Regions from separate parts of the Sus scrofa genome. Here all the other regions are linked to region 3. A link is a contact called in public HiChIP or PLAC-seq data. All regions are on one chromosome and are shown on one strand. Each heading gives the region's core, a stretch centred on a gene start, on an enhancer-like site or on the middle of the called end of the contact. The rest is flanking DNA. Distances are from core to core; before and after follow the strand shown.

The links. HiChIP or PLAC-seq counts read pairs in DNA pulled down with a chosen protein or histone mark.
Region 1: an H3K27ac HiChIP or PLAC-seq map of skeletal muscle shows a contact between it and region 3. The contact joins two enhancer-like sites. A contact is called at or near these places in 2 of 2 datasets of contacts at active chromatin or transcription factors (alveolar macrophages and skeletal muscle).
Region 2: a contact with region 3 is called in an H3K27ac HiChIP or PLAC-seq map of skeletal muscle, with 5 times the contacts expected there. The contact joins the promoter of EFCAB5 here to the enhancer-like site in region 3. A contact is called at or near these places in 16 of 47 Hi-C or Micro-C datasets (alveolar macrophages, embryonic fibroblasts, fetal heart ventricle and 8 more) and 2 of 2 datasets of contacts at active chromatin or transcription factors (alveolar macrophages and skeletal muscle).

What each region holds. Positions count from the first base shown.
Region 1 is chr12:46,009,630-46,013,266 of Sscrofa11.1, forward strand. The region is part of intron 2 of SSH2 (protein phosphatase Slingshot homolog 2); the gene reads right to left. Among named protein-coding and RNA genes, the nearest start is that of EFCAB5, 74 kb to the right of the region's middle. Within about 2 kb of position 1,357, at least 3 of the 83 cell types and tissues checked have an H3K27ac peak or open chromatin away from gene starts, as enhancers often do. A contact at or near this core is called in skeletal muscle, where this site is marked.
Region 2 is chr12:46,083,811-46,087,293 of Sscrofa11.1, forward strand. EFCAB5 (EF-hand calcium-binding domain-containing protein 5) reads left to right here and starts at 1,405. Exons shown (of 24, transcript XM_013981195.2): 1 at 1,405-1,762. It overlaps SSH2 (protein phosphatase Slingshot homolog 2), which reads right to left and starts at 1,910. Exons shown (of 20, transcript XM_021067518.1): 1 at 1,744-1,910. The coding sequence starts at 1,806.
Region 3 is chr12:45,833,490-45,837,502 of Sscrofa11.1, forward strand. The region is part of intron 16 of SSH2 (protein phosphatase Slingshot homolog 2); the gene reads right to left. Among named protein-coding and RNA genes, the nearest start is that of CORO6, 21 kb to the left of the region's middle. Within about 2 kb of position 2,357, at least 30 of the 83 cell types and tissues checked have an H3K27ac peak or open chromatin away from gene starts, as enhancers often do. A contact at or near this core is called in alveolar macrophages, fetal skeletal muscle, liver and 5 more, where this site is marked.

The DNA.
Region 1 (3,637 bases), core at 107-2,606, 180 kb after region 3:
TAGACTAATCCTGGGAGTATTTAAAAAATACCAGTACCTGGGTCCCACTCACAGAGATACTGATTTATCTGGACTGAGGTGAGACCCTGTTATTAAATTATTTTAAAAGGTCACCAGATGATTCTAATGTGCGGCCATGATGAGAACCACTGAGCTAAATTATAAGGATAATTTTTTAAACAGCCTTTGTAGCCAAGACTACTACATTTTTCATTTCTCTTCAAATAAATCACTTAAGAGGGTAAGTCTTTACAAAAGAAAAGTTGAAAATCATTTCTCATTTGTTATTCTAGGAAAAAATAGTCAAGCTATGCTTTATTCTGGAACAAAGAAAAAAATAATTTTAACATTGCAGGAGGTTTTCTATCCATGTAATCATCTGGATCAGAACTCCCTGCAAAGGAGTTACCGTCATGGCTCAGCTAAGGTTAACGAACCTGACTGGCATCCATGAGGATGCAGGTTCGATCCCCGGCCCCACTCAGTGGGTTAAGGATTTGGTGTTGCTGTGAGCTGTGGTGTAGGCTAGCGACTACAGCTCCAACTGGACCCCTAGCCTGGAACCCTCCATATGCCTCTGGTGTGTCTCTAAAAAGACAGAAGACCAAAAAAAAAAAAACAAACAAAAAAAAACTCTTGCAAAGGAAAAACAGGAATACTATTCATGGTGAAACTATGTTTCTGTCACTAGCAACACTTATAACCTGTTTTCTGACGGGTGCTCTAATCAGCAATCTCTTTACTATATAGCAGAGGTGAGGCAGAAACAATTCAAATGATCCTTAACTCTGGGGGACAGCTATTTGCTATTGCCTAACTAGCCATTTGAAACTCTTAATAAAACCCACATCTCCTTAGCAACACAATTTCCTTTTAAAATTCTTTTTACATTTCTGTGTTGGCTAGTGAAATAGTGTCTCTGCAAATGAGTCTGAAAAAAGAAATAAAAAACACACACAGTACAGAGAGCTGAAAGGAAGAGGGTAAATACAAATCATCAGAGATGACCAGAAGCACATGCTGTTGGCCAGTCACCACCTTCCAGCCAACCAGTTTGTTATCGCTGTATCTGCAGGTTTATGCACAGGCATCTTATTTGTGCTCACAATCTCTAGAGATTTACAAAAGTAGATTTCATGACAGCAGCAGTTGTCCCCTTCTAAGTGTAGTTTCACTTTCTAAGCCAACAGCTCTTTCATTGTTTTGATCATCCCATACACCATATTCTAAGACTTAAAATGTAAGAATCCTCAAGATTAAAGCCTCTTCTATTGTCAATCCATAGGTTGGCTACTCAGATGAGCTAGGGCTTTTCTTCTTCTTGATCTTTTTTTGGCTGCATCATGGCATAGAGAAGTTGCCCAGCCAGAGATGGAATCTGAGCCTCATCTGTGACCTTTGCCACAGCTGCAGCAATGCCAGATCCTTAACCCACTGCAGCAAGCATTGAACTGGCAATGCCACAGGAATAAGCTGGATTATTAACCCACTTCGCCAAAGTGGGAACTCCTGAACTAGGGCTTATCTTAATGTTAATAACTTTTTAGAATTCTTAAATCCTTCATCTTGAACTTAGTATTAGCCAGGTTAAATATTCTCTCTCCTCCAAAGCAATTCTGCTACCCCCACAAAATTACTACATGTGAAACATCCATAGAAGTTGTCACCTAAAAAGATACTTTATATTCGAGACACCTGTCCTACCCTGGAAGAGAGTGAAAAACTATAGTTTAAAAAATGTAAAGTATTCTATACCACATTTTTACATTTTAGATTTTCCTTTCTTTTTATCTGTTTTCTCCACATTCAGTTCAACAGGTAGCTTTTTCTTTTCTTTTTTTCTTTCTTAATATCAAAAGGCTAATGTCTCTCCCTTTCACTGGTCTATTCAAACATAAAATCTGTTTTGATTGCACAGAGGGAAAATGCATTCTCTACAAGGATATAACATCCAAGCAAAGGTTGAAGGAGACCATAAATATCGTGTGACCCCCTATATCCATCCCTGTTCCTGTTTGGTAGGGTAAAGGTAGGATAAGAAGAGCAAAGAAAAGAGAGAAAGAAATAAGCTGCATTCTTAAGAGATAATCTAATACAACAAGCATCTTTCTGACATACAGGCTAGAGAAGAAATAAGCCGACAGTGGTAATGAATTCAGCTGTTTCTAGCTGAACCTCTACAATCACCATAATTGGAATCCCAGCTCAGGCAAAGCTCATTCTCCTTTAGGGTGGGACAGCAGTAGGTATGGGAATGGGAAATGGAGAGAACCCTCAGGAGTTTCAGTGGCTGCTGCAGCCACCAGTACCCCAACCTGCTCTAGTCACTGCCTACATTCTTCCTTACCTGGAACCACAGCAAAAATCCTGCTGCTAGGGCTAGCGTCTTCTTTCTCGGTGACCTCTTCCAGTCACATGGTCACTCTGCTCTAGGGCAGGCAGTCCCTCTTCCCACTATGGAGGCCTCCAGCAACCCTGTGCATAGCAGAGGGAGCAAATAGCTGCTTCTGGATCTACCCTTTATCTGGTTCCCTGGAGGCTGAGTGGGACTAGAGAAGGGGCAGAGGTCTCTCTACATTCCTTCCTTCTCTTCCGGGAAAGCCCCAGGAGATGTAAGGCAGCCAGTCCTCTTCCAGAGTCGCCCCTTCTTTGCCTCCAACCAAATTTCCTTTCACTCAACCACAGACTTTGCATTTATTGCATATGAATGATTTTCTCCTCTCCTTAGCTTTCTGTGCATCTTCATAAAGCTAATTTGTAGAAGAGATTATACATCTTCTTAGAGGAAATTTTTTTTAATTTCATCTTTATTGGGCTATAATTGACAACACTAAGATATTTAAAGTGTATATCATGGGGATTTGATATATGAATACACTGTGAAATGATTCCATCTGGTTAATTAATACATCCGTCATCTCACAACTTATCTCTTCTTTTTGGTGAGAATATATAAGTTCTGCTCTTTTAGCAATTTCAGTTATACAATACAATGTTAACTATAGTCACCATGTTTTACATTAGATCCTCAGACCTATTTACCTTATGGCTGGACGTTTGCTCCTAGGGTAGATTTGATATTTTATGCCTACCCCCTAAAGCCTTGGCCCAGTAATTTGTATATGAGAGTCAATCAATGCTTGGTGAATGAGTGAATGCATAAATGAAAGAATGAATACAACTAGCCAAAGTACACATTTCCATTATCCCAGGAGTGACTGAAATTCTTCTACTCTTCATTACCACAGTTAACTTCTATTTCAAATAGCTATCAAGATCCTATGACACATGTTTTGAAGAAAATTCAAAGTGGGAATTTCAGCTTGCTCTCCAAATAATTCTGTTTTCAAGGTTAATCATTCAAACTGGGAAAGAGCTTTTCTTTTTTCTTTTTCTTCTTTTTTTTTTTTTTTTTTTTCTTTTTAGGGCCGCACCTGTGGCATACGGAGGTTCCTAGGCTATGGGTCCAATCAGAGCTGTAGCCGCCAGCCTATACCACAGCCACAGAAATGCAGGATCAAGCTGAGTCTACAGCCTAAACTACAACTCACGGCAATGCCAGATCCTTAACCCACTGAGCAAGGCCAGGGATCGAACTTGCGACCTCATGGTTCCTAGTCGGATTCATTTCTTCTGC
Region 2 (3,483 bases), core at 155-2,654, 250 kb after region 3:
AACCCAAAAGGTAGAGCGAATTAAGATGGTCTGATGGTATTTTAATGACTTTCTAAAAACTAGCATATAAGAATAAAGTATATTGAATTTACATCCCTGATACTTGTCTTCAGAGGACCCTTAAATATTTCACTAGCTTTCACGTGCAGTTATTCTCAAATCACATAATCCTAAAAGTTGCAAAGAGCCTTAGAAGGCCCCCCCACCGCAGGAATTCTTTTTACCAACTCCTAGGCAAAAGGTCCTCCAGCCTTTGCTTTCAGCAATGGGCACTATTTTGCAAGACAGTCCACTCCACTGTTTGAAAATTCCTCCTTACAATGACTGGAAATCTGCCTCCTTGAACTTCTCTATCCAAGGATCTTAGCTAGTTCTGCTTTCTGGAAACAATACAAGGTAAGGTAATCTATGAAGTATAATCACCTATAGAATTAGGATACAGCTGCCAATTTGGCCACACAAAGTGCAAAAACTAGCACAAGAGAAAAAGAAACCAGCACCATACACAATAAAAATTTGAAATTCAGGAAACTATGTTGAAATTACAAACCAGGTTATTTTCAAGATATCAAAGTTCACACCTCACTTAAAATATAAATATTTAGATTAAGCAGAATTTTTACAGTGGAAGGTGGTACAGTGTTTACTGAATGCCTTTTTGCAAGTTGAAACCACTAAATCCACCAACACAGCTTTAAAAATTACAGTTCTGTAGGAAATTCAAAATGGTTTTTCCAATTGTTCATACATTCATTCGATCTTTTCCTTCTAAAACATCTGGATTTTTTTTTTTTTTTAAGATCCTATTTCGCCCCACTGGTGCAATATTTTATTTGAAAAACTAAACATTTGGGGGGGGGAGCCTAAAAGAATGGAGTGTATAGGAGTGGGGGTGGGGCGAGGAACCAAGGCTTAGAAGGGCCCAGCAGGAAAAGGCTGGTTACTGGGTATTTTCCTTCTGGAAGCACGCTTCACTGGCATAGGCATGTGAAGTAACGAGCCGTACACACGACCCAAGAACAAGAACGATCATGAGCAGCTGAGTGTAAGGCATAAATGTCTGTAAGATGTAAATGAATTGGCACTGGTCATCAAGCAGCGCCAGATGCTTTGGGACCTTGTAGGGGAAAGGTAAGAGATCCAAGGAGCAGAGACCGCGGCCACCCTTTGGAGGAGGCGAAGAAGGGAAGAAACCGAGGAGTAACTACCGTTCAGCAGTCCAATGAAGCCCGAACGGACAGAGCACAAGAAGGACAGCAAGGGACCAGGGGGAAAGCAGACACCCGGAGAGCCCGGAGAAGGGCGTGCAATGTGCGAATATTGAACGGGTCCACGAATTGGGTGTGGGTAAGGGGATGTGGGTGTGTGTTAGGGGCAACGATGGAGTCCCAGGGTCCTCTCCCTGCAGCGGAGCAACGGAGGGTGAAGGAAGGGGGAGGGCGAAAAGCAAGAATGACTCATTCCCGAAAGGAAGTGCTCAAGCCAGAGGAAGGCATGCCACAGGGGGGTTCGGGGCGAGGACTGTGAGGCGCCAGGTGCCCGGAGTGATGGGGGCACAAATCAACGTCCTGTAGTTCCCGCAGCTCGTCTTTAAGATGGGGGTGTGGGGGGGTTCGCGGCAGCCGAGTGCCAAGGCCTGGGAAGCGGCGCGGCGCGTGCGCAGTGGCGCTCGGCGGGACCCGCTGAGGCAAAGCGGAGCCGCAGTGACAGAAGCGAGCGGAGCGGCCGCCGGGAGGGACTCACCGAGGCGCAGGGGCTGGAGGTAGTGCTGGGGGTAGGCGACCGCTGGACCGTGACCAAAGCCATCTAGGCGCTGCTGGGCTGTTCCGGGCAGGGCATTCTTGTCCTGAGTGTGGGGGGCGGGAGGGTGACGGAGCCGGGATGGGGCAAGGGGTGTGGGGAAGGGGTGAGGGGAACGGGGAGGAGGACGAGGCCGCGGGAACGGCCGCAGGCTCCGCACCCACCACCGGACTCTCAAGACTGACGCGCCGAACGGGCAGCTGGCGGGCGGGCGGGCGGGCGGTTCGGCAGCTGCGGGGCACAATGAGCGCTCCCAGTGCGCAGGCGCCACCTGTCAGCAACCGCCTCTCCCCTCGGCGCGCGCCGCCGCCTCGCCGTAACCCTTGAGTTGCCGGAAGCCGGCCGGGTGTGTGCGCCTCGGGCCGCCGCCCCCTCCCGGGTTTCCTCCTGGGCTCTGGAATCGTGCAGTTTGGCCGTGCTGGGGGCTGGGGCTTGCGATGGGAGGCGGGGCGTAGGGGCTTGGGGCGTCTCTCGGGTCCCCACGCCTGAGGGATAACCGTTTTCTGAGGTGGGGCGCAGAGCCTAACCCACCTTAGTGAAAAGAAACTGAGGTGAAAAGCCTGAGGCAAACAAGTTTCCTGGTGGGAAAGGGCGCCGCGGGGTTTGAAACGCTTTCCCCGTGCGTGGGTGGGACTTACTGGGCTAGAGACTTTCCCTTTGACCCCGGCTCTCGGGGGATTTTTCTGAGCTTTTCCACCCTTCCGTCTCCGAGTCTGTGTTTTATGATGAGACTTTTTGAAAGGAAGATTTTAAAATTTAATACCTCGGGAGTCTTCCTCTATTTCCTTGGCCCGTGTCTAAGGACTCCTTCATTATTCTCGAGATGCAGAGAGGCTGAGCGAACCCGGGAGGCCGAGAAAGCTGGGCTCACAGACTTGTAAGGGTCCAACCGGCTATTTACCTCCCACTTGCTTTTTGCTGGAAGAAATTCTCTTAACTAGGATTTGCTCGTTGAGGTTTCCTCTCCTTCGTCTCTGGATGCCATTATTTCATAGACGTATGTGAAATGCCGAGATTAAGTATTTTAAAGAAATAGTTTTCTAAACGATAAATCATCAGTTGAACATAAGCCAACAATGTAATGAAAAATCGACATTAAAGGGGGGGTGGAAATGGCACTATGCAAATACTACTGATTGATTTCACAGAGAAAGAGAGTTGACAAAGCTATTTCTCAATTTGAGTGGATGTGCTGGTACATACTACCATATATATTAAAGCTGTAAAAACACATTCAGGAACTTGCAGTTATTAACCTACCACCTCCTGTTTGTCACTCAAACTCTCTTGGATCTTACTGCTTCTTGTAAACTGACAGAGCTGTCAGGAGCTCTTTCTGGCCACTGTATGGTTAAGTGCCACTAGAGCCCTCTGTGCTGAGCCTTTGTTCTCTCTCTGGGGCCCTGTGGTTGAAATAATTAGCAGGGAGGTTCCATCAAGAATCAGACACTGAGGGTCCCTGTACTGTACAGTCTTCCGTGGAATGTACTGCAGAGAAGCCAGCTGGTAGGCTTTTGCCCCCTGGTGGTGGTCAAGAGAGCCTGAGAGACAAAATTAAACAAAGCTGTATGGTTCACAATTAAACAATCTTGTGTTTTTCTCAGAGCTACTTAGTAAACAGGAAAAGAGAAGACAAAGTTCAGAATGAGAACTTTGAACCAAAGCTTTGGAAATCAAACAGGA
Region 3 (4,013 bases), core at 1,107-3,606:
TATTTCAGAGAGGGTGTCATTGCTTGGTCTATACCTTTATGTTCTGATTAAACTGTAACCAACTCATAAATCCCTATAAGGGCCTGGTGTCATTTTGGTAAACTTCTCTTACACCAAGAGGTTACCAAGTACCAAGCTAATACCCTCAAATGGAGGGCTGCCACCTCAAGTTAAGCACCCAGTGCTACTCTGGACAACCATCGGGCTTGACAATCTATCTATATCTTTGGGAAAATCACCACGCATTGTCTTTGCAAAGAATCTGGGACTTCCCTTCTGCCTCTTGTAAGCAGAGAGACCTCATAGCAGTGCTCTAGGGCCAGGCAAGAATCCGCTAGGCTCAATTCATTTGGCAGGTACCCTGTAGGGCCATTTCTTGACAACACATCATAGACTGCAGACCTTGATGGTTGCATAACCAGGAGGCACTCTCACTCTTTTTCCTTAGACTTGATTTGGTTTGTGTTGGTTTTTCCTCTTTCTTTCTTTTTTTTGCAGCACTTGGGCCAAATAGAAGTTCCTGGGCCAGGAATTGAATCTGAGCTGCATCTGCAACCTAGGCCACAACTGTGACAATGCCAGATCCTTAACCCTCTGCGCCTGGCCAGGGATCGAACCTGGGCCACCACAGAGACAATGCTGGATCCTTCACCTGCTGTGCCAAAGCAGGGACTCCATTCGAGTGTTGGTTTGAGTATTCACTGCCCATAGGTTTAGGGAATGTGATACCTCCTTAGCACTAGAGGGTGAATATGAATTTGTTTTAGCTGGTCCAGGAAATTCTGTTTTCCTAGCTAGTGATTACTTTTAGGAATACGACTCAGTCCTGGTCAATGGTCCTGCAGGGGTGGGAGTGGGGAGGGATGAGCAGTCTATCTTGGAGCTTTTGGAAAAGGTCTTTCCCTCTAATTGAAATGACCATTCATTTAGCCAGAGGCTGAGGAATTCAATGTAGATGCCTAGAAATGTGGAAGACATTTGGCAATCATGGGGCAATTCAAGGACAAAGCCACTAACGAAGGAAGGTGGAGCAGGAAGATGAGAGCACCCAAGTCCCTGATTACATCATAAGCCATTACAGAGTCAACTTCTGTGCTTGTTACAAGAGATGTTAAATGATCCAACTTTTTAAACTGCCTTTAGTTGGGTGTTGGGTCTTGTGTCTGCTCCTGGAGACCCACTCTTCAGCCTTTCTACCCTGCTCTGTGTCTGGAGTCCCACCTATGAACCACATCAACCGGCCCCCTGTCCCCTCCTTCTACAGGGCATGGGTAATGGGGAGCCCTAGCAGAAGACTAGAGGGAGGAGAGTGAAGGCAGGCCATTATTCCTGTAGCTCCTTCCCCGAAGAGTCACTCTGGCTGGCTGTGTCCCTTGACTGAAGGCTCTTGGCAACTCTTCTGAAGGTGCCTTTTCTCTCGGAGTCTTCTTCCAGTAACTGCTCCCTCTCTCTTTGCCCAGAAGCTATTACCAAAAGGCTCTACTGATACAAGTCCCTTGATCCCACTACAATTCCACACCTTTGTAAATACTCCCTTTATAAAACCCAAGTCCTCATATGATCCTAATCTGAGTATGCTGCTTCTTGTTGAGATCCCAACTGATGAAGATATTCTATTACTTGCAGCTAAAAGCTGCCAAGTGATAATAACCCTCAGCACTAGGTTTTAGTTTTTAAAATCCAAGACTCATCACAATACAGAAAATTCCAGGACACCTCTGTTCTAATGGAGTTAGCGTGTCTGTGGGTGGCAGGTGGCAGTGTCTGGAGGAAGGAGGAGGAAATAGATGGCACATGCACATGTGTTTCCTGGTAGCCTTGCAGGAAGGGGTAAGAATCACATCTGAATAACCCTTAACAGTCTATAATGTAGCTTATACACACTTTTATTTACAATAACCCTGTGAGGTAGGTCTCGTGATTTTAATTTTACAAATGGGGTCAGGTGAGGATCAGAACTGTGATTAATTTTTCAAAGTTGTAGCAAGGGGTGAACCAGGAACGGAAACCAGATCTACTGACTCAAATTCTGTGGTTTTTCTCTCTTCCCAGGGCTTGCCCTCCCTCCATGAATCAAGCCCAGGAAGGCAGGACAGAACCAAAAGGGAAAGGGAAGAGGCTGGGTGACATGTGGGTTTATGCTGTCCTTCTATTCCTCATCTAAGATTTTTCTGAAATTCCTTTAACATCTAAGAAAAACCACATACGCTAAAAAAAACCTCCCAATCCAACAGCTTGCAGTAGCCTCGGATTCCAGAATAAATACTGAAATTGGCAGGACACCTAGTATCCTTCCTCTCAACGGGTCACGTGAGGACACTGCCCAAAATCCGTCATGTGTGTGTCTGGGTATGTACAACATTTATGTCTCATCCTACCCTCAGATGGCTCTTTCTTGTGCCAAAAAGAACTGCTCTGTCCTACCTTCTGATCTAATCTAAAAATGTCATCAAAATCTGGCCCCAAAAACCTAAAAATTCTTTTTAAGTGGAGGAGACTTCAGTATCCTCCCAGCCTCCTAAGAGAATGGCTCAGATGAAACCATGCCAAGTACTGAGTAAATGGGAGGGGTTTTTAGTGGAAACCATAACGCTATGCTGTGGCCACGTTTTCACAATACTTCAGGGGTGGGAGGGTGGTCCCTCTGCCTGGAGAGACTGGGAGGCTATTTAACATTTCGTTCAGGGGAAACATAGCCCAGATCCAAGAGTCAAGACCAAGTCATGAGACTCACTGGAGTCAAACTCTGGCATCAGCCCCGAGTGCTTGTAGGCAGCTGTGCCTTCACCCTAACAAAACCATCTAGAACACGCCTACATGGAAGAAACAAAATACAAAATTCTGGCATGTGGCTTCTCAGGAAACTGATCCTTAAATTCAGTTTACTATCTGAATTTTTTCCCTGAGATCAGCTGAAGGTGGCTTTCACCACCAAAGGGGTAAAACATAATGTAGTGAAAATAAGCACTTATTTTATAACCAATTACCAAACTGTTGTTGAAACAGCCAGTTCTTATTGATACAGGAAGATGTTCAAGAACTAGCACTGGGTAGACAGAGAAAGACGAATACTCTGTAGTATCACTTATACACAGAATCTAAAAAAGCCAAACTCAGAGAAACAGAGAGTGGAGTAGTGGTTACCAAGGGTGGGGTGTGTTAGGGAAATGAGAGATGTTGGTCAAAGGGTACAGACGTCTAGTTGCGAGATTATCAAGTCCTAGGGATCCCTGAGGTACAGCATGGTGATTATAGCTAATAATACGTGAATTTTTTTTTTTTTTCCATTTTTGGCTGCCCTGAAGCATATGAAATTCCCAGGCCAGGGATCAGATCCGAGCTGCAGCAATGCTGGATCCTTAACCCATTGTGCTAGGCCAGGGAGCCAACCCACATCCCAGCATTCCCAAGACGCTGCTGATACTGCTGTACCACAGCGGGAACTCCACATGCATGAATGTTGCTGAGAGAAATCTTAGTCTCACTACAAAAAAGAAAAGGTAATTATGTGAGGGGACAGATGTGTTAGCTAATGCTATGGTGTTAATCAGTCTGCAATATATAAGTGTATGAAATCAATACACTGGACACGTTACACTTATGTAATAATTGTGTTATCAATTATATCTCAATGAAGCTGGGGGGTGGTAAGCAACAGTGGTGAGTAAATGCGCAATTAAAAAAAAAAAGACTGGAGTTCCCGTCGTGGCGCAGTGGTTAACGAATCTAACTAGCAACCATGAGGTTGCGGGTTCGGTCCCTGCCCTTGCTCAGTGGGTTAACGATCCGGCGTTGCCGTGAGCTGTGGTGTAGGTTGCAGACGCGGCTCGGGATCCTGCGTTGCTGTGGCTCTGGCGTAGGCCAGTGGCTATAGCTCCGATTGGACCCCTAGCCTTGGAACCTCCATATGCCTCAGGTGCGGCCCTAAAAAAAGACCTTAAAATAGAAACAAGAGAGTTCTTTCTGGGAGGCACCTTCATACTTCAAATGGGTTATATATCCCAATTCTGATT